Regions from separate parts of the Gasterosteus aculeatus genome. Here region 1 is linked to region 2. The links are chromatin contacts, called in public Hi-C maps. All regions are on one chromosome and are shown on one strand. Each heading gives the region's core, a stretch centred on a gene start, on an enhancer-like site or on the middle of the called end of the contact. The rest is flanking DNA. Distances are from core to core; before and after follow the strand shown. Region 1 overlaps r3hdm1 (R3H domain containing 1). Region 2 overlaps LOC120820243.

Evidence for each region. Hi-C and Micro-C count contacts between places; a contact is called where the count stands out from the background.
Region 1: a contact with region 2 is called in a Hi-C map of skeletal muscle, with 4 times the contacts expected there. The contact joins two enhancer-like sites. A contact is called at or near these places in 2 of 6 Hi-C or Micro-C datasets (both in skeletal muscle).

Annotation. Positions count from the first base shown.
Region 1 is chr1:26,124,803-26,132,165 of fGasAcu3.hap1.1, reverse strand. r3hdm1 (R3H domain containing 1) reads right to left here. Exons shown (of 25, transcript XR_013467132.1): 20 at 7,197-7,300; 21 at 6,264-6,439; 22 at 5,602-5,756; 23 at 4,871-4,968; 24 at 4,705-4,776; 25 at 2,521-3,846. Among protein-coding and RNA genes, the nearest start is that of rnd3a, 11 kb to the left of the region's middle. Within about 2 kb of position 2,190, at least 3 of the 9 cell types and tissues checked have open chromatin away from gene starts, as enhancers often do.
Region 2 is chr1:26,029,216-26,036,652 of fGasAcu3.hap1.1, reverse strand. LOC120820243 reads right to left here. Exons shown (of 9, transcript XM_040177781.2): 7 at 6,945-7,108; 8 at 6,738-6,808; 9 at 4,828-6,651. The coding sequence ends at 5,662. Among protein-coding and RNA genes, the nearest start is that of LOC120820243, 7.4 kb to the right of the region's middle. Within about 2 kb of position 3,847, at least 4 of the 9 cell types and tissues checked have open chromatin away from gene starts, as enhancers often do.

The DNA.
Region 1 (7,363 bases), core at 941-3,440, 97 kb before region 2:
GTCTCTTTTTGGTCACTCTGTGTTCACTCGCTTTACTTCCTGATAAAAGCAGTCAGCAGCGACCTGTGCCTGACAGTAATTTGCGCTATTGCTCCCATCACAGCTTTGATCCACAGCAGGGAGGGGGGACATGCATGGCTTTATTCTCTGGCATGCCGCTGTTTTTGACCTCCATCATGGAAGTCATACGATTCATTATTCAAAAATGCAATCACCTAATTATACGTGACGCATAATGAGGAGCCGAGATGTAAAAGGGGAGGCTGGCAAGAGAGGGCTGGGAAAACAAATTCACGCTTTCTGCTTGTTGACCCCACCCCCTCCATTTAACCACAGCGACTTGGGCCCCCACCCAAATGATGGGCAATCGTATAGGATGTGCCATCAAAGGGGACGCAGAGAGGTCCAGGTGTGAAGATGCAGCGTCCCCTTCCTTTGCTTATGTCCTCCTGGATGTTTCCATTGTGTCTGAGAAGCCCCACTCCCAATCCCCCAACCCTCCATCCCCCACCCAACGACTCCCAGCGTTGCAGCTCGGCAACCTCTTCCACTATGTTCCTATGGTAACAACCCAGAGAGAGAGTGTGTGTGTGTGTGTGTCTGGGAGCTGAGTGATTGTCTGTTTGTGTGTGTTCATTATGGTTGTGTGGCTCATTTTTACATAATGAATCAGTTTTCGAGGCTGGTGGAGCGGGCTCATTTGAATAATTGCAGGGAGAGAAAAGGGGGAAAAAAAGAAAAGATTTAACTGAGCATCTTCACACATCACATGTACAGATCAGAATTTCCTTTGGAGGTGTGTGTGTGCGCGTGTGCGTAAGGGATAGGGCGTATAATGGGACGCCCAGCTGACATCATTTGTCTGCCAATCTGCACCCTGCTTGCCAAACACGGCCTCCACAATAGCTTCACCGAGCAGAACCGTGAGGCAGCTCGGCCTGCAGGAGGAAGTGTCACAGCGCCCCCTGCTGTCCATGGGACAGAGCAAGATATCAATGACACACCGAAACTTTTAAAAGTAAACTCTCTATGGAATGACGGATTAAAAACATAAGCAGACTTGAAATAAAAGGATGTATTGCCAATAACCTGGAGACACGAGAGCGAGTGGGAAGATTTGATGATGTGAAACAAGTTCCGATCCCTCATTGTTTTCTTAAATATCTTTTGTGATTAAGACGTGGGGAGTTTAATTAAGTGTAGATTAACACCAGTTGTTTAACAACCATTAAACTAACCACAAACAGAAGGAAAGCTTCACCAGAGAGACACAATAGTTGGATATATCAAACTGATAAGTTGTTTGAGTAATTCACGCACACGTGTAACGTTAATTACGTAAGTATTATATATATATATTACTATATTGGTCTTCATTAGCAAATATTAAATGTAATATTAAATTAAAAGCGGCAAAACCGCACCTCCTAGTGGCCGCTGGTAACACTGCGCCCATTAATTCATGCGCCACCCTTCGACCTGCATTCTGCGTCTAAATGACGGATGAGCAGCAGAGACTTTAAAACCGAGGCGACACTCACGTCTCCGCCGGAAGGGAGCACAGTGAGGAGGTAACTGGTCGCCGGGGAAACTCGTACCCGTCCATCATCATCTGCTGCTGCTCCTTCAGCACCACCCTCTCCCCATCAAGCTAAGGCTCTCCACCCATCAACGTGACAGCAACGGCCTCGTAAAAGCCTCTCTGTTGTCGCACAGACTCTAAATACCGGACGGCGCTTCGTGGAAATAGACGTTTGGTCTCGTGCACCGGCTCTCGCCACGAGGCGGTTACCATGGGAACCGATTGCAGTTCCCATGGGGACCAATTAGAGCGTAAAACAGACGACGACCGCAGTCTTGTTTGATGGCATCTGAATGTCCTTTCACCGATGCAGGCCGCCTCGGTTTGAGCAGCTCAGTCAAACAAACGAGTAATGATGTCGAGGACGTCGACTTAAAAAGTAGCACTTTTCAAATTCAGTTCTGCGTGTCAACGACAGACAGAAAATAACAAAATAACCTTTTATTGTTAACTTATCAGCCGTCCTGTGCTCAACCGTTCTATTTTACCTTCTGCTTAGTCGAACGTGACAAAAGCACCTCCACCCACGTGGGTGGGGCACTTCGGCCCCTCCGCCTTCTGCTCAGCCCTCCCGTTGTGGGGGCACGCCGGGGTCACCGGACACCTCCGTGGTCTCCACGGAAGGACGCGCGCAAGGTGACCAGGATAGACACGTGTTTGGCTTCACGTTCACCCCGGGGTGAGTCGCGTGCTGCAGTAACGCGCTTTGTCCGCTGGGTGTCGCTGTTCCGCTGCAGTTTCACCCGATGAGATGATGTTCTCCTTCAAATAGGCTTATCTCACTGAGAAGGGAATTAGACTGCTAAACACAACACATATCTCTGCAATGCCCTAAAGGCGGAGATGGAAACCTAGAGCAACATTTTCCTTAGAGTTGCCTCATCGCGTCGCTAAAGGAACGTTTCAATACACCCCGAGTTTGAAAAAGGGTTTTCAACATGTGTGGTGCAAACATTTATTAGTCCAAAAACAGAAGAAAAACGAAACAAACACCAGTCACCAAACACCTCATGATTCATACTAATAACCCCCCTCCCCCCTTCTGAAAAAAGAAAAAGGAGCCAAGGACTGACAAAGTCGATTGCATTTTTCTTGTGCATATAAACATTTTAATTAAATATAAAAGAAAGTGTCCTGGCCGAGTGCAACAAACTGGTACAGGGAGATGGGGGGAGGGGGAGGGGGGGGGGGGGTATAAAAGAAAATCCAGGCCCTGTCCGAAAACAATTCCAATCTCCGCCTCGTTCATCACTTCAGTGCAAATCCGACATTCACTGTGTATAAAAGTGACATTAAATAATTCAGGTAGTACATCTATTATTCAGTGTTTATTATTGTATGGGCTCAACATTGTACAGGTGCCGCCGCGTGTTATTGTTGGAAGTCGGGAGATAAATGCCGCTCAGCGTCACGAGTCAGCGGCTTGGACATGGATGGTGGAATTATGGATGAATGTTAAATAAAAAAATTAAACAAACCACTCTTATGTGAATGCTCAGTTCGATTCGGGGCCCCAATTTCACGTCATCTTAAGTGGGCACAAAAACGTCCTGGAACCAGAAGAGAGTCGATGATGCGTGTGTTTAGCTCGATACGGGGCCGTCACGCTCACACACCCACGGTCGAAAGAGACACAGTGAAATCTCGCTCTCTGAACACTTCCGCTTTTTAACAGCAAGCTAGATCTCTTTTTTTTTAGGATAGAAGAGCGACCAGCTCAGCATGAGCGGACACATTCATCAAAAAAAAAAAAAAGAAAGAAAAAAAATGATAAAATGAACTAAAAATATAATCAACGTTAACGTTCATTTTTCAAACATTTGATAGTTTTTTGTTTTTTTATTTGGACAGAGTCTGGGACTTGAACCGAGGCAGTCCAGACTGAGGCAGCGGAGGCAGGTGGTTGGATATGCGTTCGTGTGGCGCTCCCGGGATGTTTAGCAGCTACGCGCCGGCCTTGTCCGAGCCGCGCGGCTCCCCGCCTTGCCCGCCGCCGGTTTGGAGTGTCAAAGCGTCCCGGGGGGCGCTGTGGTGGAGCGTGGCGCTCGGAGCGGCGTGTCTGGGGGGCAGCATGGCGAAGATGGAGTATGACAAGGCCAGGCGTCCGCCGGGAGAGTCTCCGGCCGCGCCGCGCAGCCGGGGCTGATGGTCCGACAGCCGCTGGATCAATCCGCCGCCTCGGCACAGCTGCGCCAGGAGGTGGTGGGAGTCCGTGCAGCCGATCCCCTCCGGGGGGTCCGTCACTTCCAGGATGTGACCGCTCACTGCGGGCGGACACACACAGACGGAGAGACGGCACTGTGAGCAGCGGAGCCAGTAAATAAAACAACTGTCACAGGTGAAAAGACAGACCGGCACCATCGGGAGGCTTCAATAAACCGCTGCTGCCAGCTGCAAAGCTTCAGCGGAAAGTCTGGGGAATATTCCGCCAATTTGGTGTTTATACCGATTTGTTACTTTTTCTAAAATGCACAATTGTCAGCTTAAAGAGAACGGCGCTTTTCTCATTTTCCAGACATTATAGAGGCAGCCCGGTAGTGTTGAACTTTGTACGGCTTTCACTACTTTGTTGATTGCGCAAGTGGGGATTGTTGACAAAAGCGCCTGCGTAATGAAAAAAAAGAAAAGAAATTGAATACCTCAGCGGGTGCAAAGATTCTGACGCGATATTTGAAATAATCAGCACATTTATACTCTTGACACAAATACTCTCGGGGCTGCAGGTTCCACAGCCAGGTGTGTTTTCTGCCACGTCCGTGAATTTATTCTGCTTACATTCACAAACAAGACGCTTTCCTCCGCCGCTGTGAGACCGCAGCAAAAAAAAAAAACGCAAAATGCAACAAAAAACTAAATATCAGAAAAATTTAACTGACGTTATTTCAGTTTAGTCTGTTAAATAGTCAACGCAGCAGCTGAGTTTGTCACATTACTGAATGTTTTATTTTTTCTGACATCCAAATCCAGACGCATCAACTCCTGGACTTTTTTTTTGTAAAACCGCTTTCCGGATTCTTTTAGCAATATAGAAATCCCCTTGGTGCTTGGTGAGGAAAAAAATTAGCCCGAGGTTCACTAAACTCAAGCCTCCCTCCGGACTTCCTTTTACCTGCTTCACCTACACTGAGATCTGAAGACAGAGGTTTTCTGCCGGCCTTCCTCCCGTTACTGCTACGCCAAACCCCCAGCGGACCCTGAGGGGAGGAGAGGAGAGCGGTGAGGTTATCTGCGGAGGGAACAACCTTTTTTTGCTCCTGCCAGAGGGCTGGTGCGTCTGGTTCGCCCGACCTGGTGTTTGGCAACGACGTGGGCGGTGTGGATCAGGGGGGGTCTGATGGAGGGTTTGTACTGCAGAGGTTGGCCCAGGAGGGAGTAGTGTGTTTCACCTAGACGTCACAAACAAAAAAGTTGCAAGAAGATGAACATCTACTGTGAGACACAGAAAATGTATACAAAGTAAATTATTAGTTAGTCTGTGGTTGGTGACCTTGCAACACTATTTCTAGGCAGGTAATGTTAGCTAACTTCTGCCAATCAAGCATTAGCTAGCTAAGCTAGTGGCTGATTCCAGGGACACAGCAAAAGCCTTGAGAACATTAACCTTAAAAAAATGTGTGTTTCCAGATGGAAAAAATGAAATCCAAGACATGACATTCATTGGAAAAGGTGCACAAAAACCTCAGATTAATCGCATGCTATCAAGTAATAGTATTTGTGAAGTCAGATAACATGATCTGTACAAATACAAAAGCACACTTTTGTTGTTTTATGGATATTTATAGCACAGAGATAAAAAATGTAGGGCTGCAGTTTAAGTTTGTGTTCTTTCATCCGAGCCGCTGCTCATATTGCTAGCTAGCTCTGGCACATCAACTTAAACAACTACTGTAACCCATAATGCATTTGGGTAAACTGACAAATGTTGAGAAAGCACAAGTGACTAAAACTGATTGAGGTCGTTATCTGTATACAATTTTCTAATATCGTTTTTTTCCGTTGCTTCGCGAGGTGTCTCTGACCTTGTCCACTGTGGCAGAAGGCTGTAGGGAGCGGCGGGTGGTGGTGGGGGTGCGCCGGGCCTCCCATGGCAGGGATGGACGAGATGGCCGACGGGAGGCCCTTGAAGCTGGGCGGCTGGCCTGGCGAGGGAGTGAGCGCCGGGGACGAGGGCAGGCTGCTCTACACGCAACACACCGGTGGTGAGGCGACGGGGGGGACGACACAAAAGACACTTTCATTCAAAAAATCCAAACACAAGACGCAACGCTTTTAATGCTATACACACATGAGCCCCTGCGTCCCCCCCCTTAATTTACCGTTACACCCTAATGCTCGGGACTATTTTCTCCTCCCAGTGACTTCATTTGCGCAGCCAGTTTACCACGACATTTAACCCGCCCCGCGGGACGGGCTCGGCAATTCTCGCGTCGCCGTCAGACTCCAGACAGCCAAAATAAATTGCCTCGCAAATTGCTTTCTTGTGACCGCCTCGAACTTCCCCGACGCACGCCGTGTTGTCCCATTTCATAATTTAATCTAACATTGTTTGGAAATTGACTCCATCAAGTCAAAACCTCTGGGCCGCCGAGCGAGACGACCTCGATACGGTTATCAAAAGGTTACAAACAGGCAACCGCGTTTATTGAACATTCCCACGCCGTCTGGTGGGCTGCGTTTTTACCTGGGCGCCGTCTGGAGGCGCAGGGAGCTCCGCGGGCCTGCGGCCGCGCTGGTGCTCGGGCCCCGGGTGTTTGTGGCCCGGCTGTTTCCGCTGGCAGGGGGAGGGGGCCCGGGGCTGCTGGCAGGAGGGCGCCGTCATTTGCAGCATCACCATACCGCCGCCCGGGGGCAACAACCCTGCACGGACAGTTTTCAAAAGATGCAAATGAGGTCGGGCAGACACGGTGAAACAATTAACAACAGAACGCTGACAGAATAGATGCCCCCTCCCAAAATAATTCTTCTTCGGCGCTTTCCTTCAGCTACACAGCGGTGTAAGAAACATCCACACGAAGCAGCAACAGACATCCAATTATCTCATTAGTTTATGATGCATTAATGTGAAGAATAAAAAAACAAAAAATAAGATGATGTTCTGCCCGGTGAGCTAAAAAATAAATGAAAATTAATCCATCCAACTAATATCTGTTGACAAAAAGCTGGCGTTGGGTGGAGACGGGGTCATCAAGTTTCCACAGCAGACGCCGCTGTCGGTTTATTAATCATCACACGACGTGTTGCAAGGACAATGGATGTTTGGACTTAAAAATGAGCAGATTACTTTGCCAGCGAGACCTTCATCTGACCTCATTACTGACGGGGCTGGAAGTGATGGCCCCCCACCCCCCATAATAACCAGGCATGAATAATAATGGCCATTACTAAGGAGACTGCCCCACCTGGGCCTTTGGGCGGCCATTTTCTGGGCCCTCGGCAGGGAGAGCACATGAAAAGACTGACTTTAGGTTTTATTCTTTAGAATTTTCAGCTCCCGATTAAGCTACATATCTATATATACTTTACAAATACCACGGTCCATACATTACACGTCAGTATCACACCTATAGCATCGTTCAGCTCAACAAGGACGGCAAATTGACGGACGGGGACGTACCGGCATACTGCTGGCCTGGGTGCTGCTGGGAGACGCAGGGGGACGAGGTCTGAGAGAACTGCAGCTGCTCCATCATCTGTGCGGGCAGGAAACTCACTGTGGAACTGCGGGAGAACACAAGGAGGCAGTCGACAATTATTTATAGTCTGCGTATCGTCTGTTGATAT
Region 2 (7,437 bases), core at 2,598-5,097:
GCCTTAGTAGATGGCCGGAAAGATTCGTCGTGTTTCCGTGTTTTTTTTACTTGTCTTCTACATATTCTACAAACAGCGACCGACTTATTTAGAACACCTCCGTGTTTGCAAAAGCCTAAATGTTTCCACGCGCTGGATCGATAAGTTGGTTTGTAAATGTCTCGCTCGCAGACGTCTCCTCCACGCTGTGTTTTGTTGTTGTTCAGAGTTCCGCGCGGCTGCCGCTGCGTACTGATGACGTCACAGACAGGCAGACTCAATCGAGTAACGTTTAACGTGTCTAAAGTACTAAAAAACAAACAAACACACATCCATGCCGTTTTTGTGCTTAAATCCAATGTGCAGTTTCCAAGTATCGATACAAATCGATTATGTACCATTTCAATCGATTTGTAATTGATATACGTCGTCCGGAATGCAGATTTGCGGAGCACAGATTGATTCAGTTGGATAGCAGGAATATTAATCGATTAATCGATTCAGTGGATGAATCGTTACACCCCTACTTAGAATGCATTTGATCCATTTAACCGTAGAACGTTCATCCACGTGCATCGTGGCTCCGTAATTCATTTGCAAAATTTGCGATGACATTTTGATTGGGGATACGACCAGTAAATCGGAGGAATGAGACAAAAAGAGACAAACAATAGGATATCTTCTAACACGGGTTTGACGTGCGCTTCATACGCCGCTCACACCCTCAGATGTGCTGTAACGTGGAATGTGTGATTTGATTCTTTGTCAAATTAATGAGGAGCCGATTGAAGGGAGGAGAAACGACGGGGACACGAACGCTCGCCGGAGGAATTACCCAGCAGCAACGGATGTGTGTCTCTCTCTTACGCGCACACACCGAGGATTAGCTTTGTTACGCCCACCGATGCACACACAAAAGCCTGAGTTACTGCCTCTCTCACGCACACAAACCTCTGCAATTGCACATGTCGATGGAAGATTACAGATGTTCTGGCGGGCAAAAACAATCTTTTGGCGTCATTATCTCGATGTCAGTGCTGTAATTCCTGACATTGCATTTGGTAAAGAAGAAGAAAACAAATACAAACCCTTTTGACTGCCTTTCATCTGGCACGGCAGTAATAAAAATGTGTACTACTTGGTGCTTTTATTGTGTGATGTGTTACACAAGACTGCCGTAGTTATGCAAGGGAGATACCATTATCGCATCTGAAAAACTGTAACCTAAAGCTTCACCTTAAAATATCAATAAACCCTTTGCAGCACCCCCACTGCGAACACGGGCAGGAAAAAAAAAAGATTTCTATGCTCTTTTTGACCCCAAATCCTGCTTTGGAAAGCCTCCGACTCCTACCTTTCCAATTCAGCTTTCTATATAACCAACTCATCCTCATCCTCCTCCTCGCACGCCCACTCATGCTGCATAATCCATAAGGTTTGTTCTTTCGCTGCTACGCCGATGACACCCGGCTGTATCTCCCACGGAAACCTGACGATCCGAACAGCCGTTCCTGCCCGGTCAATGAGCACAGGACGTCCCAGAGCACACAGCGGCCGCGGCGGTAGCAAGTCCTTTTTAACCTGGAAGGTAAAGATCTGTAAAATCACTGTAGGCAAACTGGCCATTTGTTTTTGGGGTAATTAAGGTCAGGAAGGTCAAAGAAATGAGATTAAGAAGGAAGAACATACCATAGTCTTGTGTATTAAATCGATCCTTCCGTTACCGCTGTAGATGAGGCTGATGAGGTCGATGCCACGGTCCGTGCTATTTGTGAAGCTAGCAGGTATTTAGCTTAGCTTAGCACAACGATTGGAAGTGTAGATTTAGGATTTTTGAATTTTGTCCACCTTTGCCACAAACAGGCTAGCCGTTTCAATTATTTGTGCTAAGCTAAATGTTTCCTTCCTCCAGCTTTATGTTCGTGTCACTTTACCGCTTTGATATTTGGCACAAAATTAAAAAAAAACTCGATGATTTCCATTATTATTGGTCCTATAGATCCTTCCAGTTGAGGCGTGCCGACGGCCGGTGCCACGGCACAGTATAAGCCCATGGGGGGGAAATAATTGTCAGGGCAGGTATTTCCTCGGTGTTGTGATTGCAGGGCCATTATGCGCACCCTAATGAAACAAACCAGCGGAGAGCCTCCATCTCAGCTGTAGCCTTTATCATCGCCCTTCAGAGGATGTACAAAGGAAAACACTTCAGCAGCAGGCTAATTAAAACCAGAGAGGTCTGGATGAGGAGGCCAAACAACCCACGCAGGTGGCGTGTACGTGTTTGTGCGCGTGACCTACAGTGGCACGTCATCTTTATGCATGTCTGTGTGAGGCAGCAATTCATATTAATTTTTTCTTTTTGTGTGTGTTTTCTGTCAGCGAGGTGTCTGTGTGCGCGCGCGTGTCAAAGAGGTGTACGACTGTTAGTGGTGCTTTCCATTCATTTTAATGGCTTCAGCTGTCGCTTCATTCTCGCCGTCTGCACCGCCTGACGGGAAGGGCCGAGCAGCTTTCATCTGACAAGACCCTTCTCAAATAGGCCATTGGTGCACCATAATTAGTTCAAATGTCGAAGCCTGTGAATTATTGATGATCGGGGACGAGTAGGGAGGAAGACATTTCACATCAACAGTTTTTTCTTCTTCTTTTTAAAGGACAGCTGGTGCTGTGCGGTTCGCACCACAAACACGAGTCTCTGGTGTTCGGGCCGCGAGAGGATGCATTTGCATCGGGGCGGAGAAAATAAACCGAGGTAGTAAAGGGAATAATTACAGGGGCGAAACTGTGAAATAATGTCTCTATTTTCACAGAGAACAGCTGGCTAAAGAGAGCACCGCAGCTCCTTTTTTTTTTTTATTTCTCCGTGTGAAACGGATACCTGAGCACTGGTGGGGAACGAAGTAAACCACAAGACTGGGGTTAATTTATGCTGCTGCCAATCGTTGGACATAATTGCGTTACCATGGCAAAATGACAGCTCGGGCCGGTCCTTTTCCCCCCTCCGGCTCCATCTCAGGTACTTAGAGGGGTTTCTATCCGCTTCTGATTTTTCAAGTGGGACCTCTCAGAAAGAAATGACAATGGACTTTCAATGGCTTATAATTAGGCCACTTTCCTGCACAATTTCCTGGGCATCATTTGCATTAAGACCCATATGGGCACAAGTGCGGGAAGCATCAAAGTTGCCCGCGAGCCAATCTGCCCGCCAGTTAACTGAATCTGTTAATTAGAAGAGATCAGGTCCCGCGAGAGCAGACGAGCACGCGTGAGATTATTGTGATTGAGGATCACCTTGGATTTGTGGCATGGAAACCTTTTTTTTCTCTCTCTCTCTCAAGGTTATTCAAAATTGCGTCTTGTTTGCACTTCATTAAAAAAAAAAAATAAAGATTTCTCCCAAAAGCACAAATAGTGGATGTTGGTGTGGCTGCTGGCCTGCCCCCTCGGGTGAAGGGTAACACCGCCACCTAGTGGCCGCGAGCTGGTGGAACAGCGCGTGTATGAAAAGGGGATTTATTGCTGCGCACTGACAAATAGCTCCTTTTTCATTCTCAAATTAAATCCTTTGAAATGACGCCGTTTTTTTACACCTAATATAATAATATCCGAACGACGCTCTTTGATTCATCTTTTAAAAGTAACTTAATCGTCCATCTAACTTTTAATTTGCCGCTTTAGCTGCTGGAACCGATCGGAATGGTTATTGCAATTAACAGCTTGGACGGTGCTTCTCGGCTTCAGATGGCTCTTAATTCTCGGATTTGTTGCTGACAGATAAAAGCCCGGGAAAGAAAAGCCTCACTGCGGATTCATCGAGCAGTAGGCGTCTCTTTTTCAGCCCGTGAGGTTGCCGAAAATAAATCCTCGCCCTCCCACCGGTGCGCCACGAGGTCCAGATGGTTGAGTCTTCACCGACGCGTCGCCCCGCTGAATTTCCCCATTGTCTCCCACGCTAAAATTAGACGGTAATACTCGGCGCAAAGCGTTGCGTCTGCTCTGAGAGTGCTGCTTAATTATCAGGAAACTGATTTATGTTCCGCCCACGGGACGAGTCGTCGACAGAGGACCAGAGCTGGACACCCCCCCCCCCAAACAATGGAAGGTTTCACCAAATACGCCTTCACCGGCAAAAACAAAATAAAAAAATCATTCCCTCGTGGTAGTTTTGCTGCTAAAAGACACAAAAGGTTCACACTAATATAAATATCCTGCTCATCTAGTGGTTCAACCGCATTACTCCCATTACCGATTCGGCATCACTAATAAGTGTCATCCCGAAACATAATCGATCAATCTGCTGTGTGTAAGCGGGGCCGACAGCAACGTTTCCCTACTTTTTATATCTTCACCGGCAGAGAGGGGCTTATGTTCAATGGGGAATAAGTCCAATGTTATGCGGCTGGGATTAAACCATCTGCATGATTTGGCAGTTCTTTTCATTTACGCACGCTGTGCATGCTTTCAGAGGCCAAGATGAGTTTTATTTTGCACCGACAGCAGCGTTTTTGCAAATCGGGAGTGAAACTGGAGTCAAAGCAATCCCAAATATGTCACGGGACGGTCTTTGCACAGAAGGAAAAGTTGTCTTTTACTCGTTGATCCCAGTATGTGACATTTTATGATAGACATGTGTACGTCTCAATTATTCAATCAATAAAATACCCATATGGCTACTTTGCATGTAATGTTCAACAATTTGCAAACATGTCAAGGAATGAATAATTTATCGGTAGAAGTAAATGGGTCCTTTGCTTGTTTTGTTCACGCTACAGAATGTCCCAACCAAACAACTGGTAAAGGTGAAATAAATAGTTCTGGTTCTACGTCAAGACATTTACGAGCAGAAAATCACTGATAACCTTTATTTGGGCTCCTAATACACATTGTGTCACGTTCATCAATACATAGTCTGCTTTAGATCTCAAGATACACTGAACGGAGGAAGGTCTGGACCAACAGGTTGGAATCTCACCTGCGGTCCTATATACACATTCTTATTTCAGAGATCTGCATTTTCTGATAGTTAATAACATGTATCATACTGTATAGCGATTGACGAGGTATCATCACAAGGCTTTTAGCCGATGTATCTTAAATGCACTTTCACAGCAGATGTAAAGTGTCTGCACTTCGGAAGCCCACAGCAAACAGACAGCAAATGAGGTCGGCCTCACATTTGTTATGTTTTTTCAACTAGTGACACCCTCTTTTAAAGGTAAGCAGACCGTGTTTCCTAAGACCAACGTCAGTTCTGTCGAGGTGATGCATCTCCATGGATACAGGTAATAAAACCCAAACAGAGGAAGATTCGTTCTTTTATCAAAAAAGTTTAAGACCTGAGATTTTCAGTGGAACAAAATGTCTTAACATACCAAAAAAAAAAAAAAAAGACTGTAAACGGTCACACTAGCTCCACCTTCACTTCTGTTCGACTTCAAACATGCACATTAAAATCATTTCAGCTAAAAGAATCATTATTCCAGCTGCCGTCTTCTTGTTGCGAGCTAGTAGCACACGGCTCTATGCATATCTTTTTACACTTTTTTATTTTACACTTAGACAGTCGGTGTGTGGACGACTGACGGGGCGACGCACGATTGCGATAACTTAAGACAAATAAAATCTTTTAAAATTCTTAACATGATAATACCTTAATTCTAGCCAACGCTGCGGACTCTGAGGTTACAAGTTCATTCCTTGGGCACTTAGTAAAGAGTCGAGCATGTCGAAAGTGTCTTTGTAGTCGGTGTGCTGTCCGTTGGCAGGCAGCACGCCGTTGCTCCCGTCGTGGTGCTCCGCCATCCTGGCGCCGCCCTCCGTCGAGTAGTGGGACGAGCCGAGGCCCCCTTTGCTCCTGCTGCTCTTGGACGAGTGGTGATGGTGGGAGTGGTGGTGGTGGTGGTGGTGGTTGTTGTGGTGGTGGTGGTCGGAGTGAGGCCTCTTGCGAGATGAGCCAGACGAGCCAACGTCGGGGGCCCTCGCGGACAAAGAGGCGGCCTCCATCGACCCCCGGCTGCTCCCGCTGTGCGAGTGTGAGTGGCCGTGTTTCGAGTGGCGGTGCTCCTTGTGCTTGTCTTTGCCGGGCGGCGCCCCGGTCTGCTCAGACGACACTTTTATCCTCATCTTGAGTTCCTCGCCCGTGGCCGAGCCGTTCTCAGAAAAAGACGGCGCCAGCCGGCCCTTTCTGGAGCCGCCTTTGTCCCTCCGGCCGTCGCCCCCCTGCTGCGCCTGGGAGCGCTTCTTGTGGTGGTGCGAGGAGACGGCCGGAGGGGCCCCGTACATGTCCGAACCCGGTTCGTCCTTCACGCCATTCTGAGAGGCCGGGTCCCCCGCCGCCGCGTGTTTCGCCCTGTACGTCTCCAGAGTCAAGACTTTCTGCAGCCGCGGGAAAGCGGCAGCGTTCACAGCGAGCGGCTGGTGTTTGCTGCCGCCCGCGGCTTTGGGTTCGTGTTTCACCAGCGTGAACTCCGGCGGCTCGGAGAAGTGATCGCTCAGCGGCTGGTAGGAGCCGTAGGAGGCTGCCATGCCGTTGAGGGAGGGCATGTCCGAGGAATCGGATGAGGTGGAGGCGAAGAAGGAACTGGCGACACCGGAAAAGCCGTCCAAGGACCCCTGGAAGGTACCGTCCACCGCCGGGCCTTCCGTCTTTGGCTTCTTGGCTGCTTGAATGGCCTAAAAACCAAAACAAACTCAACGTGAGACACCGGCACCGCAGTGGTACTCACCACGCCCCCCCAACACCAGTAATAAGAACATACCCTCCAGTTTCGTATCCTCTTTAGTTTGCTGGGCGTCTTTTCCAGGATCTGAAGAAACTCGTGAGTGAGCTCTGAAAACCGCGAAGACGACAGTCAGTGATCACCTCTGCAAACCGCACGACTCGTACTGCTACACACGAGCACGCGCGCTACAAGAGACACTTCTGCGTGTCCTAGAAGACGGACGGGCCGTCGTTACTCTCTCACCGTCCAGCAGCTGCAGCGTCACTGTGCGGTCCACGTACTCCCACCAGTGCTTGCTGTCCGTGGAGACGGGGATTTCCCAGTTGGACCACTTGCAGGCCAGGTGGATGCAGACGCACGCAACCACCGTGGGCCTGTACTGCAGGCAGAAGGTGGTGAGGTGCAAACTGCAGAGGGGGGAAGGAGGACGATACCATCGTCAAGTGGCGGCCGTGTACACAACATACATACGAAACAAACATTTTAGGCAGCTTAGCGAGGCAACATGAGCACACCGACAATCAAACAAAGACCTGCACATTACTTACCTTAATGTACAGGAACAGCTAAGAACCTAATTGTTAGGATGTGTTCCTAGTTTTATGAATGACACACTTCCATGATGTATTGAATGTGGATTAAGCCACATGTTTTTGATTTCAATTGATGTTTTAAATTATAAAACATGACATGATTCTCGATGAGCATTAACTCCTGGCAATCACGATGAATATAC